2 separate regions of the Zea mays genome follow, and region 2 is linked to region 1. The links are chromatin contacts, called in public Hi-C maps. All regions are on one chromosome and are shown on one strand. The core of a region is the stretch at or near the end of the contact, and the rest is flanking DNA. Distances in the headings are between cores, read along the strand shown. Region 1 holds the start of LOC100275011. Region 2 holds the start of LOC100273953 (plastid transcriptionally active 6).

Region 1 (3,578 bases), core at 373-2,872:
GGCCGTGCCTAGAGAGCCCACGTGCCTGGCCGTTGGCCCAGACACGGCCCTCTGGGTCACTTTTCGTGCCGGGCCAGCCCGCTAGGCACGCTAAAAAAAACGAGCCGTGCTAGCACCAACCCGCTAATGTTCCCAAACAGCAGAAAATATAGATAAATTTAACCAAAGTTTAAAAAAACAGCAGAAAATATAGACAAATATAATAAATGAGCTGTTTTGTGCAATGCTGCCTCATTAAAAACCTTTCTAGGTAAAACTCACCTTTGTGAGAAAACCTAGAAAGGAAAAAAGAGTGCAGCCAGCTCAAAGTTTAATCACTAAGTTTGTATCTGTTACAAATGTATATTACAATACAAAATGACTATCTCACAATCACTCAGCACACTAGAACAAAGCAGTGAAAGCACAGATCAGATTTACGCTTACCAACATATGAGGTACCAGTACCACCATCGGTGCTGGTGGAGCCGATCGGAGTATCGGTGGCCGTAGCAGGCCCTCCACCAGCGTTGGTCGGATTAGAACTTAGATCGACAGGAGCAGAGGTTAGATCGATACCGAGCAAAGCAACAGCATCAGCCTCGATGTCGTCTTCGTCATCTGGGACAAGCCCTGCCGCGCGAAGGTCGTCGTTGCCGGTGACCGGATTGACATCGTCATCATCCGCCATGGCGACCTTCACCGCGGACGGCCGAACTCCAGCACCATCCCTCAACGGAGCACGCAGTCGCCATGCTCGATCTACCCCAGAGGAGGAAGACGAGGCATCAACAACTGACCTACAAAAGAGCAGAACAATATACAGTTAGGGTTAGGGTTAGGGTTTACGAAAGATCTAGGGTTAGGATTAGGGTTAGGGTTTACCTGTGCTACCGGAGCCCGATGCCGGAGAACACGGGGCCACCCAGACGACACACGACAGACAGAGACCGATTAGAGACGACGTCGAGCGGGGGAGGGCCGGAGGGGAGGGCGAGACGACAACACGAACTCACATAGTTCACCGAGAGAGAGGGGATTGGATAGGGGAGAGGGGTTAGGGTTAGAGAGGAGTTGGTGGATCGAGGTCACCGGCGTCGGGGACGGAAGCTGAGGTTGCTGGATCGGGGCGGCGCCGCGTCGGGGGGGATTCGCCGATTCGCCAAGTCAATCGCCGCCGAGTCGAGAGAGAGAGAGGGAGCAGGGAGCGAGCAGGTGCGAATGCGAGTGCGAGGGACTGAGAGGTGGGGCCCATGGGGCGAGGAGCCGAGGAGTTAAGGGGGCGGCTGGCCACGGTGTCGGCTACGGGCCCCGACCGGGCTGTCCGCACGGAGCAGGCCGTGCCGTGCCGGCCCACGTGCGTGGCCAGCGGCCCAGGCACGACCTGGTCCACTGGGCCGTGCCCGCCCGGATCCATTCCATACGTGCCGGGCCGGCGTGAACCGGGCCAAAAAAAAGGGCCTCGGGCCGGGTTACGGGTCCGTGCCTCATGTACATCTATACTTGTTTAAAACGAGTGACCTTTGGTGATTACAATTTTTTTAATAAGATGAGTCTTTATTTTTTTAAAAGACAACAACATAGTAGGGAAGGGATAATCAATTTCTATTTATACTCTTTATGGCGATTTTTATTTTCTTTCACTGGTCAATCTCTCGTTCTCTCTCGAGTCTCGGCGTCGCCTGCTTCCTCGCTCCCTCACGCATCGAGACGCCGCTTCCCTTCCCCTGCCACCTCTCTCTCTCTCTCATCTCCCAGCTGCATCCAAACCCTAACCCTAAACCCCTCCCCTACCAACCTCTGCCCAGTCTCCCCACCGGCCCACCCTTCACTGATCTGGCTCCCCACCTCGGACACGCCACGCTTGTGCGATCCGATCGATGTAGGTGAGCGAGCTTCCCGACCTCATGATGACTGCGGGGTGACTGGAGTGTGACTGGGTGCGGAAGCGAGGCACAGCAAGCGTCGATGGCATTGGGAGATCCCATGACGTTCAGGCTCGGCCACTCCTCATCTTCGCCGTCGTCGGCCGCGGCCCCGGTGCCACCGCTGCCCCATCACCACCACAGCCACCAGAACCACATCGCGGATGACCTCCCCGTCGCCAACGGGCCGGAGCCCAGGAACGAGCTGGAGGTCGCCGAGGTGGAGAAGCCGGCGCCCGCGGCGTACCTGTCCCAGGTGGTCGTGCTGTGCGACCAGCGCCACGAGGGGATTGACGAAGCTACCGCAGCCGCCTCAGCGGCCTCCACCAGCGGCCTCGTTTCCAAGTGGCGCCCCAAGGAACGGGTAATGGATGTGATGCAGTTTGCAGATGCTGTTCCTACTGCTCGCACTGATGTTATACTAGACTGTTTGCTGGATTTGGCGCGAAGTGTACAGGGGGGGGGGGGGTGTGTTCAGGATAGCAATTACTTGACTGAGCTTAAAAGGGACAAATTGTGGTTCAACCGCTGGTCGTATGAATTGATTATGATACCTGCAAACTGAAAACTATTTATCAATTTCCGTTATACGTTATGCTCGCTAAAAAAGACCCCGGAAGTCACGGAAAATCAACCTCGCTCCTCTTGCTAGCAGGACAGTAATGATATGGTGGAATTAATCATGGCTTGCCACAATCTAGTATCTTCTGCTGCTTAATCGCTTTGAAATGTTGTCGGGGCTAGGCGCTTGTCTAAATTATATTTCGTATCACTCTTTTACTGTATAACACCGATCAATTCTCTATTCATAATAAAAATTGATACAAAACAAGAATATTGTACCCAACTGTTTGTTGCAGGCTGTAGCATCTACTAGCATGTCATTCTAATTCTTAATGTCATTGACCACTTAAATGTGGCATGATCACCAGTCTTTCAACTAGTATGTTTTGGATAAAAACTAAGCAGTATTTTTCTGGATATTTAACTGGACAACTGGTCATGAAAATATTTTGATGATCATGGTGGCGTATGTATACATATAGAACAAAAAAAATGCAAGTTGCAATATCTTTGAAAAGTTTTCGGCATCGAATAGGTACTATCACATTCATAATGAATGCCACCCCTTCAAGTTCCTAGTGAGATACTACTATCATTGATTTGCTCGCATTACATCTAGATCTAGCATTACCGTGTTGCTATAGTTTAAATGGGAATTTGCCTCTAGCACCTTCTATGAACCATTTTGCTAATATCCCACTTTCAGTTTTGCCTAGATTAAAACATAGGTAAAGCCTGGATTGTGTCAATTAGTAGCCACTGGTGAAGTGCATAGCAGGAATTGGTGGTCTTGTGTTTGGCCTATTGTGGCATTGACGCATTGTACTTTGGTCCATTTTGGACTGTTTTCTTCTCTTAATTTAATGATGCGCAGCTCTCCTGCGCGTTCACGAAAAAAAAGAAAAAGAAAAAGTTGGCTGACCCTAATCTTTTGATGTCACTGGAGGCTTAAGACATTCCAGCAACAAAGTTGGCATGAGAGTGCATGATATATGATTGGTAGATAGGATGTTTTGGCGATAAAGATGGGGTTGAACATTATGATCTTCAAGTTATCCTGTGATAAACATTAAAGATTGTTGATTCTCTTGGGCAAAGAAGTGTCTGTCT
Region 2 (4,120 bases), core at 816-3,315, 160 kb before region 1:
TATTTGTTGTTTAAGACAACGACACGGTCATCAAAATATAGCTTTGACTAATGTTGTTTTTTTTTGTTAAAATACAAATAATTTCTTAATGCATTTATACTTTTATAAAAAAGTACTTTTTAAGACAAATCGATGGATATAAATATTAGGTTCCAAAACTAAATAACAAAACGGTTATTTGTAGTCAAAGTTTTATAAGTTTGACTCAAACCTGGTCCAAAACTACAACTAATAGGACACCGGAGGGAGTATACATTAACAGTCACGCCTCACCTTCCAGGGTAGTATCAAGTTAAAACTGACCTTAACAGAAGCTAGCAAAGCAGGGCAATACAGAAGCATAGGTGGACATTTCTATTTCAGCTGACTGGGACATTCTGGAACAAACGAGACCTAGGGCCTTCAGAACAAAGATACATGAAATATGGGATTGTTTACAAGTAAATTCTCACTACGGTGCAGGCTGGGCCGCCCAATATAATGCTGCTATAGTGCTACCCCCCTAACTTAGACTGCAATGTGTCTTGTTTCTCTGATCTAACAGGGTGCTAATCTCTCATAGCACCCTGATACTACATTTTGTTGTAAGATGTCAAGCTTTCTACTTTCTTCCTAGTTAACCGTAAAGGCACACTATTGCATTTTGTCCAAGTATAAGAGCAGAAACCTAGGTAATTCACTGTTTGAATATTCCCGTTTTAGGGTCTACAGAATTTACAAAACTAGGACAACGAACAATTTAAAATTCCAAAAATGAACTGCTTCATGATGATGAACTCAAAGCTCTGCGAAATGCTTTACAAGATGCTTGACTAAATCAACTTCACACGAGCACAGTAGCCTACACGTAAGTGCTAGATAGGCATAGTAACTTGCAAAGCAGATTCCATCTTGACATTTAGCAGGGAGAAGCAAAATAGGGGGGGGAGTCAAGAGATCAGGAAAAAAGAAGATCCCAGCATACCTTCATGATCTCCCTCTCTGTCTTGTACAGTGGATCGCGCAAATGCTCAACTGGTGGCTCGCTCACGTGGTAACGGCCAAAGTTTTTCTTCGTGCACCTCGCGTACTAATCCCAACAAGAGAAACAAGAATCACACATCATGACATTTCACATTCATCTGAACTGACATGCGAAATAGCTGAAAAGTGTGTTCCCACCTTCTGCGGCATCGGGGCAAGAACCCTCGGAATGGAGTAGATGTCGGTGTCCGGTGGCGTGACATACATCTGTTGCGCAGAAATGCCGTGCTCAGCAAGATGAGCGCCACACAATTGAGTCAGAAGACATGTACATGTGATGTTGTTAATCTGGGTAGCATCGCCAGCACGTGTTCGATGAAATGTCGCACTTGACCAGAAGCATAGTGATGGACAGCAGGTTTGGTGAGATTGAAATACCGCAGGCAGTTGTCACAAATTGTACTAGGAAGCTCAGCGGTAGTACTGACTAATGAGAAGGTTGTCTTATGGCTACATATACCTCTCTGAAGTCGAAGACGTCGTCGTCGGGGTCGGGCACCTTGCGGATAAGGAAGTCGCAGTGGAGCAGCCTAATCTTGTGAAACTCGTCCTCATCCACGGCGTAGTCGACGACGGTGTCGGACGCTGAATCCCGCGTGGAGACGAAGCTGTCGGCGGCGACCATGGCGATGTCGCCCTCCTCCCCGGGCGACGCCGACGCGCCCGGCGGCGACGGCGGCTTGACGACGGGAGCTAGGAGGCGGTCGTAGTCGACGTCGTAGTCCTGCTCGTTGTCGACGTCGTCGTCCTCGCCGACGCCGTCCGCGTCGTCGGGGTCGAAGTCGCCGAAGTCGTCGTCCATGTCGCCGTCGCCGTACGCCGCCGACACGTCACGCGGGCGCCGCGGCAGGACGGCAAGGGGGGCAGCGAGGAGGCGGAGGGAGAGGGAGCAGGAGGTGGGTGCGGGCAGCTTGGGCTTGCCGGGGAAGTGGCGGTGTGGATAGGGGCAGCTGCAGCTGCGCGAGAAGGAGACGATAAGTGGAGTGGTGGTGGTGGTGGTCGCCATGGCTGCGGCTTCGACGGAGGGGTCGGGAGGCCCGAGGCCCTCACATAGCAATACCACCCCCGGCTCGTTTCGCGGCTAGACACATGGCCCATGAGGACACTAGCATTCAGCCCATTAGCCCAAACCTGCAAACAGTACAGTCAGTAGTACTACAGGATATCAAATGAACATCAAATCAAAAGGAGGGAGATAGCAATGAATATTGCCGACTTATCACAACAAACGACCGTGCCAGAGATCTGAAAGAGAAAAGACACAACAGATCAAGTGTTCGAAAGGCTCCATGTATGATATGCTCAATAAATCGTGCCATTTCATCCTCGACATAGACACACGACTCATAGTTACTGAGCAAGGCATTCGTTCCAAAACACATTCAAAATATCAAATCCTCTCCAAGCCTCAAGATTAACTCAATTGCTTAGTGACTTGAAAAGAGAGAGTTTTGTATTCCTTTTGTTGCTCTTGTTGCTTGGATTGTTTTCTCCTTCTCATTATAATTCTTCTAAGTGTTTTGTAAAGCTAGCAAGAGACACCTAAGGTGTGGTGATCCTTGCGGGGTCTTAGTAACCCAAGTGATTAAGGAGAAGTCTCGACTGGTCTGTTTAACCGATTGGGAGAGAGAAAGGGTTGGAATAGACCCGGTATTTGTGGTCTACTCAACGGGGATTAGGTTCTTTGGAACCGAACCTCGGTAAACAAATCGTCGTGTTCATTTGTGTTGATCTCTACTCGATTTGTTTATCCCCTCTCCTCTCTCTAAAGTTCCCTTGCTCATATCGATTTGAGTTTGCTCACAAGGTTATCCGCATTGATTGAGCGACTCATAGCAAGAGAAACAATCTTCCGCACTCCGAATTCATTCCTAACCCTAACCCCGGCATAAAGCATGTTTAAAGTTTGTAAATTTTAGGTTTCGCCTATTCACCCCCCTCTAGGCGACTTTCAGTTTGACTATGGATACAACACCATCATTGGAAGACCGGGATTGGCAAAATTCATGGTCATTCTGCATTACTCGTACATGATACTCAAGATGCTAGGTTCTCAGGGGATCATCACTGTTCGCGTCGATTTTCAAGGCGCCGCCGAGTGCTTCCGAGGTGCTACATAAACGGCTATCACGGTCGGGCCCTCGGTAGCTCTCCCTACATAGGTCAACGACAAGCAGGCGAAGGATGGCTTCACGATCCCCTGAAATGAAGCATCGGCTGCGACCTCTATGCGGCCGACTGAGGAAACCAAAAGGATCAGCCTCGGGTTCTCCGATGAGTGCAAGACCGCAATCATCAACTCCAGCCTCAACCAAGCAACCTCAACATTCGACCAATTGTGCATACTAAGAAGGTCTCGCTCGACCTCCTCAACATCTTCAAGATAGTGACCATTAGGGTCGGTCTGTCCAATAAATAGGAAGATACACTCGTCAAGTTTATACATAACAATTGGGACATGTTTGTATGCCAACTCTATGACATGCCTAATGTCCCAAAGAAACTGTATGGGAATAAAATAAAGGTTCATCTGACTACAAAGCCGATCAAGCAGAAGATGCATATGTTCTTTCACAACAAAAAGAGGTTTGAACATATGTTACTCACCTTTTAGCAATCGAATTTATTAGGAAAGCACTCCACCCACAATGGTTAGCAAATCTGTTGGTCATGAAAAAGAATAATACTATAGAATATTTGTTGATCATATCGATCTCAATAGGCACTCTTATATAGAATAACCCTAGCCTCACGCCAGGTCGCGGACCGTCCGGCCCCTGGCCACGGACCGCCCGCCCCTGTGCAGAGAGCACCACCACTAGTTCGTGTTGAGTGATTGGCGCCCGAAAAAGGTGTCAACATACTTTTTGGCGACTCCGCTGGGTACAACACATCTAGACCCATTAAATCGGCCCTGAATGGCCGGTTCAAGGGATAGTTCTGAAGTCTCCACCAGTATCATTATAGAGCCAACTTGGGAAACCTTGCCGGCTGACAAACAACTACAGTTCGAGGAGCATAAGGAGCAGCTGATTCAGGAGGCAAGGGCGAAGTTCCTGGCCAACTTCAAGGTGGACAGAAACAATAAAGTCGTCCG

Evidence for each region. Hi-C and Micro-C count contacts between places; a contact is called where the count stands out from the background.
Region 2: a contact with region 1 is called in a Hi-C map of leaf, with 7 times the contacts expected there. The contact joins the promoter of LOC100273953 here to the promoter of LOC100275011 in region 1. A contact is called at or near these places in 3 of 25 Hi-C or Micro-C datasets (ear, leaf and tassel).

Annotation. Positions count from the first base shown.
Region 1 is chr4:189,136,286-189,139,863 of Zm-B73-REFERENCE-NAM-5.0, reverse strand. LOC100275011 reads left to right here and starts at 1,622. Exons shown (of 23, transcript NM_001350146.1): 1 at 1,622-2,268.
Region 2 is chr4:189,295,013-189,299,132 of Zm-B73-REFERENCE-NAM-5.0, reverse strand. It overlaps LOC100273953 (plastid transcriptionally active 6), which reads right to left and starts at 2,065. Exons shown (of 6, transcript NM_001148342.2): 1 at 1,484-2,065; 2 at 1,162-1,230; 3 at 965-1,069. The coding sequence starts at 2,029.